Regions from separate parts of the Rattus norvegicus genome. Here all the other regions are linked to region 2. Evidence: chromatin contacts called from public Hi-C data. All regions are on one chromosome and are shown on one strand. The core of a region is the stretch at or near the end of the contact, and the rest is flanking DNA. Distances in the headings are between cores, read along the strand shown.

Region 1 (3,777 bases), core at 1,061-3,560, 310 kb after region 2:
TAGCACTCAGGAAAGCTAGGAGTCTTTGTTCACTAATCTCCCCACAAGCAGTCTCTGTCCTACAAGCTTTTTATTTACTATAAACCACAAAGTTAAAATGATAAAGTTTTGTCAAATCTAACAAAAGCATTCTGGCAGCCAAAACAGAAGAGAAAACTTCATAACATAGCACTCACTGTTCACACAAATTTAAAAACAAAATTAAGTAATAATCCACAATGAAATCAACAAAATGACCTAACTGAAAGAAAAAAAAAATCAGTATTTTGAAATTTTCGGCCACTCACATCAAGGAACATAGCGTTCAAAAGAGTAAGTGCTTCTTTGGATCTATGGCAAGAAGAAAAAGTAATGTTCCACAAGGCCCATCTTTGTGTAGATTCTTTTCAGCCAAATCATTCAGCAGATATCTGTTGCCATATGCGTTTCCAATTAAATAGTAGCCGATTTGTCAAGATTCTTCGCAAACCCTGTTCTGAATTCTTTCAGAATCTTACGGCAAGGCTGTTTATATCCTCGACAGACATGTCATTAGGATCCGAAGACCCTTCCTTTAGAGCCAATCAAAAAGAGCCTGCTAGGTGTAAAAGCTCGCCTGCTTTAGATTTAGGGCCTAAAACACAGAATGTGTTCAAACTGATACCACTGCATTTTTCTTTACCCTCTCCACACAACTAAACTTGACACACGCCATTAATCTGAGCGACAATTCAAAACCCCCTTACTGCCATTTATAACCTTCTATACAGTTTCCTTAAAGCTTTGTTTTAACCTAGGAAAAAGTGGGGATGGGAGAAAGCAGAGGCCTAAGGTGGTTAACTTTGTTAACTGCAGGTGCAAAATATAAGCTAGTTTTCTTCAAAATGCTAATTGGTATGTTTTAAAACCCTTGTTTTCAACAAAACTTCATGTAACACCAACCCGGAAACACAGGGCATTTCCAATGCGGAGGGGGGGAGGGTTTCTGCTCCCCGAAGAAAACGGAATCCTGAGGTTCCCCTCCCAACCTCCCAGTTGCTTTCAGTAAGGTGCAATGATGGCCAACTTGGGCCCCTTGTCCTTTTGTCCCCCTAGACAATCTCTGGCCTAATTTGGGACAAATCCTCCACCGATCACGCCTCCCTCCCCCTCCTGTGTATCTCTGCTCTCCCTTAATTAGAAACTGTACCTCGGAATCGTGCCTCTCACCCCTGCTGCGTAAGAGGAGATGGCCTGACCCTCCACCTGGAGAACAATGTAACCCAACTCCAGCCCATAGATTTATCTCGAGGAAATCAGAAGGTGCGATGTGTCTGGTCATCCCGGATTCCCTCAAAGCGTCCAGCTCCTTCCCACCTGGGACCTCACTCTCACGTTCCCTCGCCCAGAGCCTCGCCCCGCACCGTCGGATCTCTCCGCGGGACCCCGCGCCCCGTACCTTTGTAGTGCACCCGCAGGTTGTTCTGCGAGAGGCCGATGTAGCTGAACTTGTCCTTCGGGCTCCAGGACCGGGGCAGCGGCGTCTCCTGCTCATCCACGGCCGGATAGAGGCGCTTTAGCCGCCGCTGCAGCTCCTTCTCTTGCTCGTTGAGGGCCGAGTCGCCGTGCGGGAAAGGGGCAGCGGCGCTGCTGCCCGCCGCCAGGCCCGGGACCGGGACGCCTGCGACCGAGCCCGGGCCCACGGCCAGGCCGGGAGGCGCGGTGGCGGGGGCGGCCGCCGAGGCGGGGGGCGGCGGCGCGGCGGTGGCCGGGGGAGGCGGCGGCGGCGGCGGCGGGTGGAGCAGCAGGGCGGCCGCTGCGGCCCCCAAGCCTCCACCAGGCGAGCCGGCCGGGGAGGAACCGGCGCTAGCGGCCGCGGGCGCGGGCAGGGCGACTCCGGAGCCCGGGGCCCCGGCGGCGGGCGGCGGCGGCGGCTGCTGTTGCGGCGGCGGCGGCGGCGGCTGCCCGGACATCCCGGCCGCGACTCAGCCTGCGGCACCTCCAATCGTCCCTGCTTCCTCCTGCGCTTCCCGGGGGCGCTGTCGCTGCGGCCGCCGGCACCAGGCGCCCAGAGTCCGCCCGCCCCGGAAGCAGGCGGCGGGCCGCGCGGCCCGGCGGAGCGCGGCGGTTGAGGAGACCGGCCGCGGGCGGGCAGACGGGAGGGCGCGAGGGAGCGTTGGCCAGGCGCTGGCGGGCACGCGACCCGGAGCGATGCGGTGGGACGGCGAGGGGCGCGGGCAGGCGGGCGGGAGGGCGCGCGGCCCTAGGCGACGCGATGAAGCGGAGAGGCTGCAAGGGGTGCGAGCGGCCGGGGCGGCCGCTGCTCTCGCGGCTGTTTCCCGGCGGGCGAGCGGGCGGCGCGAGACGCTGCGCGCGGGCGGCGCCAGGCGAGGAGGCGGGCCGCGGCGCGAGGGGCGGGCCGGGTGCGCGCGCGGACGGGCTTGTCGGCGGCCTGGGGCTCTACGGCGCGGGCGCGGGCCTCCGGTGGCTGCGGGATCCTAGCTGCGCCGACCGGCGGCCTGGCGCGTCTTGTCCCGCCGTCCCCTCAGCCGCCGGGAGCCCGCGTCGCGCCCAGGCGAGAGCAATCGAGCCCTGCTGCGCCTCCGGGAGCTGAGCCCGGGGTTCCTAACGCCTCTAACGCTAGCGGGTCAATAAAGGGCCCTTGGAAACCATTTCTGAAGGCGAAGTCTCCCGCTTTAAATAGTGACCCTCTCGTTAATTAATTAATTTATGAGGAGTCCGAGTGAACTTAACGGGGGAACAGCCACGTTAGGAATACCAATCAAGACTGGCATATCGTCAAAGGGCAGGGACGCGAACTGTGTGTGCATTTAGGAAGGGCTTCTGGGGACGTCAAAACATTTTATAAGCTCATTAATTCTCACCATAGGCCTCTTTGTTAGGTAGCAGAGAATTATGCCCATTTTTTTTTAAAACATGGAAGTACTTACTGAGGTCAGCAGAGTTTTAAACAAATGGGACTTCCTACTTTGCAATTCTCAGTAGAGTGCTTGGTCAACTCATGTGGCACAATTTGCCAAGTGTTGCTCTCTGACCCCACATAGCATTACTATTCTGTTTTCGACACTTCCCTTTGTTTAGTTTACCCTTTCCTTAGCCCGGCGAAAGTCAGGCTTCAGGTTCTGACACCTTGTTTGCTTCCGAGGTGATACACTGGCTATTATTGGACCATATAAGCATGGAATGGTTGGTTGAACAGAGAACTAGTTACTTTGTTTTTGAAGCAAATCGGTCAATGGTGATTTAATGAAAGACTCCCATGGACATAGCACCTGGCCAGAAGTAGCATTCTGCCTAGTTTCCACCTTAAATTACCCACACTAGATACTCCTTTGTTCATTAATAATAATAAAAAGGTGCCATAATTTTAACCTCTGCTCTAAATTTTTTCTACAAATCACAGCATGTTTACATGATGCCATTGAATTTAAAACACACTAAAACTTCCATTTATAGTCAAATAAAGGGAGTTCCCTGGAAGCCATGTTCTTCTACATGTTGGTAGGCAAGATGGGCTACACGGGCTCCAAGCCTCATCAAACATCCCTAACAGAGTCAATAAGATTTTATTCATGAAACATACTATTTTTCTGTCAGGACACTTAGAAATTTTTACATATCCTAGGCATTGTTAAGGGAGTAGAATCGTCTGCATCCTTGTCAAAAGCTTTTTCATGGAGACACTGGTTGTCCTCCAGTCAGAGTCAAAAGATTAATGAACTGTGAGAGGACATTGTTAAAACGGCACTTTCCCACATCAGCGGAGGCAGAGGACATTTGGGGATATCATTTTGGTGG
Region 2 (3,411 bases), core at 171-2,670:
CATTAGGTGAATATGTCTCTGCCTTTTCAATAAATCAAATATGATAAAATGCCTGCCCCTGAGCAAGGAGCATGAAATCTTTGAATTCACACAACCCTATCCCATCTTCCTTATGCATCTTGGTCAAAGATATAGATGTGAAGATATAGGTCAACTGCCCTCCAAGCTACTAAAGTAGGTGGCACAGAAGGGAGGCTCTCAGGTTCGTTACTTACTTATGCAAATCCATAGCACAATGAAATACCTTGTACTCATTGTGAACTATTGAACAAAAAAGGATGGATTAGAAAAGCAGGCAAGTTATATTATATAGATGGGGCTAACCAGTGGTATATACTAATTCTGCTTCCAGTTTTACCACTCAGGTCTCACTAAGTAGCCCAGGCTGGCCTCAAATCAGAGATCTTCACCTCTGTCTCCTGGGTGGTGGGATAAAAAAGTGTGGACAACCACTCCTAGTCCAAGATAGGTATGTTTTTAAAAATAAAAGGACATCTGAAACATTAACAAGTTTATTCAGCTAGTAAGATTATATGTGACTTTAATTTCCTTTGTTTTGCTTAGCTGTGCTCTCGAAAATGGGCATTTGGAGACATTAAGAGGAAAAAAACACCCTAAGTCCTGCCCTTACTTTTCTTCCTGTAAACACAATTCTGCCAAATATAATTATCAAAATACAAAACTCCAACAGAAAAACGGCATTGAAGTATAACCAGAAGACGGTTAAAACCTTGCAAGAGCACTCAAAACATCTCAGAGGCACACCATTCTTTCAAAACAATCTTTGTGCTATTAATGGTAAACCAAAAGAAATGGTCAAACTAGGTTACTGAATCAGGCACTAAAGATGCAAACATTCTTCCAAAGAATAAAGTCTTCGGCTACTAAAAGCCCCTGAGACGTCCCCAGATAACTAGGGAAGGTTGAACTTCTTGTTGGAAGTTAGATATCTGAACAGTTTATTACGAAAAAGATTATAATTCATTTTTGAAAAGAGGCAACTTAGAATCATAGCTGTTTTTAAGAACTCAAAGATTAAAATGCAATCTGTAGTTTGGGGTTTTGCTTTTTTGTTTTTTGTTTTGTTAAGCATTCGCTGCTCCTGTTGTCTGAGGACAGCATTCCTAAGACTACACTCTGATTGGCAAAGGCGTCGCCCTGAAAGACAAATCCTGCCCAGGTGATTCCACCTGCGGGAAAGATGCCCGCACCCGGTGAAGCCCCAGGCCCCGCTCTCCCGGCTATGCACGCTTCACCTCTAGTAGAGCAAACACACCCGGTTCAGACTAAGAGTTCCGGGAGGCAGCGGAGAGCAGGCCAGGAACGCTGTGCTACCGGCGGGCAGGCGGAACCATAAGCGTCAGGGCCGAGCGTGCGAGGGGAGCGACGCTGCAAGACACCGGCCCCGGGCCCTCTCCACTGCTAACTCCCGTCGCCGGACGTGACGTCGCGCCGAGTGCGCGTGCGCAGAGGACATCTACGGGAAGCCCCACCCACACGCGGACGTTAAAGCGGTAAAGCTGGAGGCGCTGTATGGTAGTAGCAGGCCGCCGAGAGACTGTCAGTCCTTGTGTAACAACGTCTGCCCCTCTCACCTGGTGATCGTCTCCCTCTCCGTTCGGACGTCCCTACTTATGGCACTCTTCTCCGGCCACCATACTCCTGCCCAGTGTAAACCGGGATCCCTCAGACGGTGTTTCTTTCACCACGCTGAATGGAAAAACGGAAACCAGCCTTTGCTTATTGATTGGGCTGCACTGCTTCTCCCAAACGTTCAAAGTGACCATGAGAAAACAAATCAGTGAGTTTTCAGCTATTAAAAACTGAGTGATGGGCAGGAGAGATGGCTAGGCAATTAAGAGCACTTGCTGCTGTTGTACAGAACTCGGGTTCAAGTCCCGGCACTCAAGGTAGCGCACAACCGTCAATAACAACAGTTCCAGGAGATCCAAAATCATCATCCTGATTTCTGCCAATACCGGGCACGTGCATGATGTACTCGCACGCAGACAAAACATACACAAATAGTTAAAAATTAAAAAGTGTTCCCTCTGACCAAGGAAGGATAAAGAAAATCATTTGTTCATCCCTTACTGTGCAAGGGGCCAGTTGCTGTCCCTTGACTTTTGGCAGCTACTCAGTCAGACCTAGTAGAATGCCAAGCGTGCAGCCATTTTAGGCTGCTTGCTTGGGGAAGCTGTGCATCCTGTGTAAGATTTGTCATGGAAAGCATAGTCTTTGGCCATCCCCAGGTGGCACTGAGTTGGAAGCAAGGACTAAATTAGGGAGCTATTAGGAAGATCTAGCTGTTTGGGACAGACTAGTGATTCTTGTCTTGGATTGTTAGTCACAATCTGGCTTCCTAGAATGTTTTAGAAAAGGGAGCTATTTTTCTCTGCAAGTTGTGAGTCACATTCTATTTTACGTATGGCCAGGCTTCGTGTAGTCAGCTTCTCCGTTAAAATAGAAAAATGAGAGCTGAAGGGACAGTTAAATGGTGAAGAGCACTGGTTGCTCTTCCAGAGTACTTAGGTTTAAATCTAAGAACCTAATTATGAAGGATGGGATGCCCTTTAGCTTCCTTGGACACCAGGCACATATGTGGCACACAAATGCATGTGCAAGCAAAACACCCATACAAATAAAAAATATTTTAATGTAAATATATATGGATATAAGAAGAAAATGAAGTTAATAATACACTGACTACACACTTGAGCTCATCTTGGGATTTAACAGATAGAATACTCTTTAAACAGTAAAACAAATTAGTACATACTGTTTATTTCACAGGTCTATAGCAATGCCTGGGAAGATTTAAACTACTATGTTTTGAAAGCAATCTTCCAGAGAAAAGATGGATGGTTCAGGGATGTGCCCTGGCTCCTTAAGAGCCCAAAACTTAACAGACTGGCAGACTCATGTTTTGATGACATTTTATTATATTAACTTTAGTTGCTCCTCAAAAAAAGTACTTTTTATTTCAGTTAAATTCCACAAAATGCATTGCCCATCTGCTGTACTTGTCACGACATTAAAGGTTACAGGAAAGTTAGAAACCAAAATCAGATATACAACTGAGGTGCACTGTGGGTAAGATGGGTGTCGAATTTTAAAATAGAGGAACGTTCAGTGTTCGGATCACACAGCCATCCCACCACCATCCTGTCTTCCTCCTTACTAGGGTACTCAGTCTTGCTTAAGCAGTCCTTTGGGGTGGCTACTCCAGCTATATTTACTCCATCTAAACCTAGGGCAAGCCATAACTTAGGCAATCTCCTTCTTACCTCTGACACAGAGCTCTTAGTGATGCAGTCACCATAAAAGTGTTGGTAAGATTGGTGAGAGGTGCAGCCCAAGAGGGACATAGGTGGTGGCAGCAAAGGGAGAGCCCCTAACTGCCTATCACTG
Region 3 (3,775 bases), core at 780-3,279, 390 kb after region 2:
CCCCAGACCAACACACCACCACTGTTAAAAATGATTTGTACATTGACCAGTTTTTTTTTTTTCCTTCCTTTTTCCAGAAACAACTGGAACCAGAAATAGCAAGCTTGGTTGAAGAAAGCTGGCTTCTAAAAAGTAAGGGAAAGGGCTGGCCACTTCCCAATGGGCGTTTTACCCACAGAGGGATGGGAATGCCACCCTGTTTGGTCAAGACAACAATGAGGACCCAGGAGTACTTAATTCCCAGGGATCACAGCAGGAAGACGTTAACTTAAGGGGTATTAGAATGTAAGGTGTAATTCTCCTCTCTGGAGACCTTCGTCACAGTCAAAGGGTGCTAAAATCCATCATTGTAAAAGAAGCCCAAAGATAGCCCTGAATGGATGAGAAACCAACTGTAAAATTATCCACTGAGGACCTCAGGCACAAAACTGAACTAACAACCTCGGGCCAAGGATAAAGGAGCAAAATGCTGACAGCTTAAACGGGCAGGAAAGCTTACTGTTTCTGCTGCTTCCCTTTTAAAAATGCAGCTATCCTCTCAAAAGAAGGAGAACAATACAATGGCACTATCTTGCTAACACAATGAGAAAGAACCCCCGCCCCCAATCTTTGTGCCAAAACCATACATTAAGAGCAAAAACATCGGCAGGCAACAGCTTGTGAAAAGTCCAGCAAGCAGGGGTGTGGTAGCTTAGCCTTTAACCCCAGCACTTCGGTGGCACAAGGGATCTCTGTGTTAGGCTACACGGTTCTCTCCTGGTCTCAAAGCAGAACAAAACAAAATAGCACACAGGAAGGCAAGGTATGGAAATAAGAAGCCAGACAGGTCTCCAACTCCTAATCCTACAAAACACGGACAGAAAGCTCACTGCTTGTTTTCCTACCTATGTGTAAAGCGTCCCTCGTTTTTTCTGAACTATTAGGAGCCTCTCCCCTAGCCATAAGCATTCTTAAATTTTAGATGCAGGTAATGATCATAGAAAAAAAATATGGAAGACCAACGCGTGGGTGTATATGGCTACCATAGACAGAAACAGGTTACCCAAGAAGTAATTATGCCACGTTTGCTGATTAGCCTGCAGGATAAGATTTAATCTGCTACTTACTATGAACACATTCCAGGTAGTTTACTTTCCTTGTCTTAGGCAGTTCAGTGGTGTCCCTCGCCTCCTTCAATTACCTAAATGACACAGAGATTCCTACTCTGGCCACTCAGTTTAAAGGCACAGAGTTCTTCTTCAAGCCGTAAACATAAAGCCTCTATTTTTCTTTATAGTATTTGTCGTTAGTAAGTGCGTATACATATACAAAACACCTGCTGCATATCTTGCAGAAAGCTCCGGAAAGAGAAGAGTTTGTTGAACTTATTACCTCCAAACAGCTAGAAAAGTGTCAGGCAGAGAACAGGCAACAGCGGACCATGAAAGAATCAATAGTTTGGAATCAAAGGAAAACGGCATCCCTTCATTCCTGGATCTGCGCCCCTCGGACCTGAATACCCGGGCACCGGCTTCTAGCACTTTTCCCACTTCTCCCTGGCTCCAACATGTGTGCAAAGGCAGCCCGAGTATGCGTGTCATCCGGTGTCAGGCCACCCGGGCTCTGCGCTCCGAAACCTCGCCCCAGCGGCGCGACCACAGCCCAGTCACTTGGGTGACCTGTGGTTCCTCCCTCCGGCCTCACCTCTCCGGCTGCTCACGAGCGCGGCCACGCGCCGGGCACCCAGCCGCAGACGGCCCAGCGCGTTCCTGCCAGCGCCGAGCGCGGCCGCGGGGATGACGAGCCCCGGGCGCGAGCGCTCAGCCAGCGTCCTACGCGGGGCGGTGGCGGCCAGGCGCGGGGAGGGCACGAGCAAGAGGAGCAGCAGCCGGGACGCGCGGGCGGTCCGTCCTCGAGGCCTTAGCCAGCTTCGTCCGCCGGGCAGCGTGGAGACGCCGGGGCGCACCGGAACTCCGCAGCCGGAGGACAGGAGCCGCTGGCGACCCGGTGTGCGCTTCGGCCGCTCGGCCGCCAAGGAGCCGCTGTCCATCCCCGAGTGGGTCACAGGCCGGAGCGCGCACGCATGTCGCTCCCGCGCGGTCCCGATTCCGAGTCGCCTCGGGAGCGAGCGTGGGCCGCCGTGCAGACCTGCCCTTTCCTGCCCGCCTGCGGCGTAGTCCGCCGTTGCCACGCCTCCTCCCCATAGCCGCCAGCCTCGTCGGAGCCCGCCCTGACCACGCCCCTCAGATGGCGGCCCCAGCCCGGCTCCTCCAGTCTCACCCTCTCCCGGGCTCGCCTTTGCATCACCACGCCCCTGTCCCCTTGCCATGGCCTGCCGTAACCTTGTCTCTGGGGCGGGAACTAGGGTGCGCCTTAGCCATTTTCCGGCTGCAGAATTACGCTGCTCTTTCTGCTTCTGTGACTTACAGTTTCATTATGCAGTTGTCTTAAGAATGTTAATGGCTTCTTTGTCCTTCGCAGACCGGTGAAAAGTTCTTGACTGCTCCGGCTGGCTTAGATTTTTATTTAACTCAAGTTCTCTAGGGTTGTGTTTTAGGGAATTATTCACAGGGTATAGGGAACTATGTTTCCAGAGCCCATAAGTTAAATTTCCAGGTTTTTTTGTTTTGTTTTTTGTTTTGTTTTTTTGAGACAAAGTTTCACTATGTAGCCCTCACTAGCCTGGGACTCACTATGTAGATCAAGCTGGCCTTTGCCACCTGAGTGATGGGATTAAAGGCGTGCACTATCACATGGGGCTACAGCTTTTGTTTTGGATTAGCGCACAATAAAAGGTCCTAGTGTGGAAACGTAAAACGTGGAGTATGAATGTTAAACTAGACTGGATAATAAGATATTTGAGGGGGCTGGAGAGATGGCTCAGTGGTTAAGAGCACTGACTGCTCTTCCAGAGGTCCTGAGTTCAAATCCCAGCAACCACATGGTGGCTCACAACCATCTGTAATGAGATCTGATGCCCTCTTCTGGTGTGTCTGAAGACAGCGACAGTGTACTTATATATAATAAATAAATATTATTTAAAAAAAAAGATATTTGAAACAGGCAGTGTTTTAGCTCGGAACTTTTCGAAAGACTGTCGCACTTTAGAGTTTCCTGGTCCTTTGTGTTATCTTGATGCATGATGAATCACCTGTACCAGTCACTATGCTGGGAGAGAGAGAAAAGACATTGCTGTTGGATGGGTGGGGGCAGAGAGAGCGGGGGGGGGGGGAGGCGGGGGGGGGGAGACAGAGAGACAGAGAGACAGAGAGACAGACAGAGAGAGGAAGGAAAAGGAAAGGACATGACTGCCTCTCTTACGTTGGAGGAGGGCATAGTCAGAAAAGGGAAAACATAGCCAGAGACAGACCTCTGCGAGAGTCCAAAGGACTGAACCTGACCTTGAGTCTGGCCACTTGGGAGAAGTGGAAGTGAGAGGAGAGAGAGGAGAGCCAGAAGTGTAGAGTAAAGGGGGCAGGTAACCAAAATGGTTAGGGAAGGGCATCTAGGAGAAGGGCAGCCCAGCCCCTGGGCTGGAGACGTTTAGGATGGGGGCAGAGTATGCCAGCCAGAAGGACCCTGTAAGAGGTAAGCACTGAGGGATGCTAAGAGAACCTGGCAGCCCAGTCTGCTTTGAGAGGTTAAATAAGCACCTTAGTTAGCCCTTTGTCTGGGGTTTGAGACCTAACAGTTATATTCTGGAAGTGATCAGTAATTAAGGTCTTTTTCTTTTCTTTTCTTTTCTTTTCTTTTCTTTTCTTTTCTTTTCTTTTCCTCTCTTCTCTTTTCTTTTCTT

The links. A called contact is a pair of places that touch in the nucleus more often than the background predicts.
Region 1: a contact with region 2 is called in a Hi-C map of Schwann cells, with 3 times the contacts expected there. The contact joins the promoter of Ranbp9 here to the promoter of Tbc1d7 in region 2. A contact is called at or near these places in 6 of 12 Hi-C or Micro-C datasets (Schwann cells, frontal cortex, hepatocytes and 3 more) and 1 of 1 datasets of contacts at active chromatin or transcription factors (oligodendrocytes).
Region 3: a contact with region 2 is called in a Hi-C map of liver, with 7 times the contacts expected there. The contact joins the promoter of Mcur1 here to the promoter of Tbc1d7 in region 2. A contact is called at or near these places in 2 of 12 Hi-C or Micro-C datasets (kidney and liver).

The regions. Positions count from the first base shown.
Region 1 is chr17:21,425,310-21,429,086 of GRCr8, reverse strand. It overlaps Ranbp9 (RAN binding protein 9), which reads right to left and starts at 2,310. Exons shown (of 14, transcript NM_001427414.1): 1 at 1,418-2,310. The coding sequence starts at 1,931.
Region 2 is chr17:21,734,948-21,738,358 of GRCr8, reverse strand. It overlaps Tbc1d7 (TBC1 domain family, member 7), which reads right to left and starts at 1,420. Exons shown (of 8, transcript NM_001108411.1): 1 at 1,257-1,420.
Region 3 is chr17:21,346,744-21,350,518 of GRCr8, reverse strand. It overlaps Mcur1 (mitochondrial calcium uniporter regulator 1), which reads right to left and starts at 2,029. Exons shown (of 9, transcript NM_001305178.1): 1 at 1,684-2,029. The coding sequence starts at 2,029. It overlaps LOC134482833 (a long non-coding RNA gene), which reads left to right. Exons shown (of 4, transcript XR_010059429.1): 3 at 78-132; 4 at 1,334-1,470.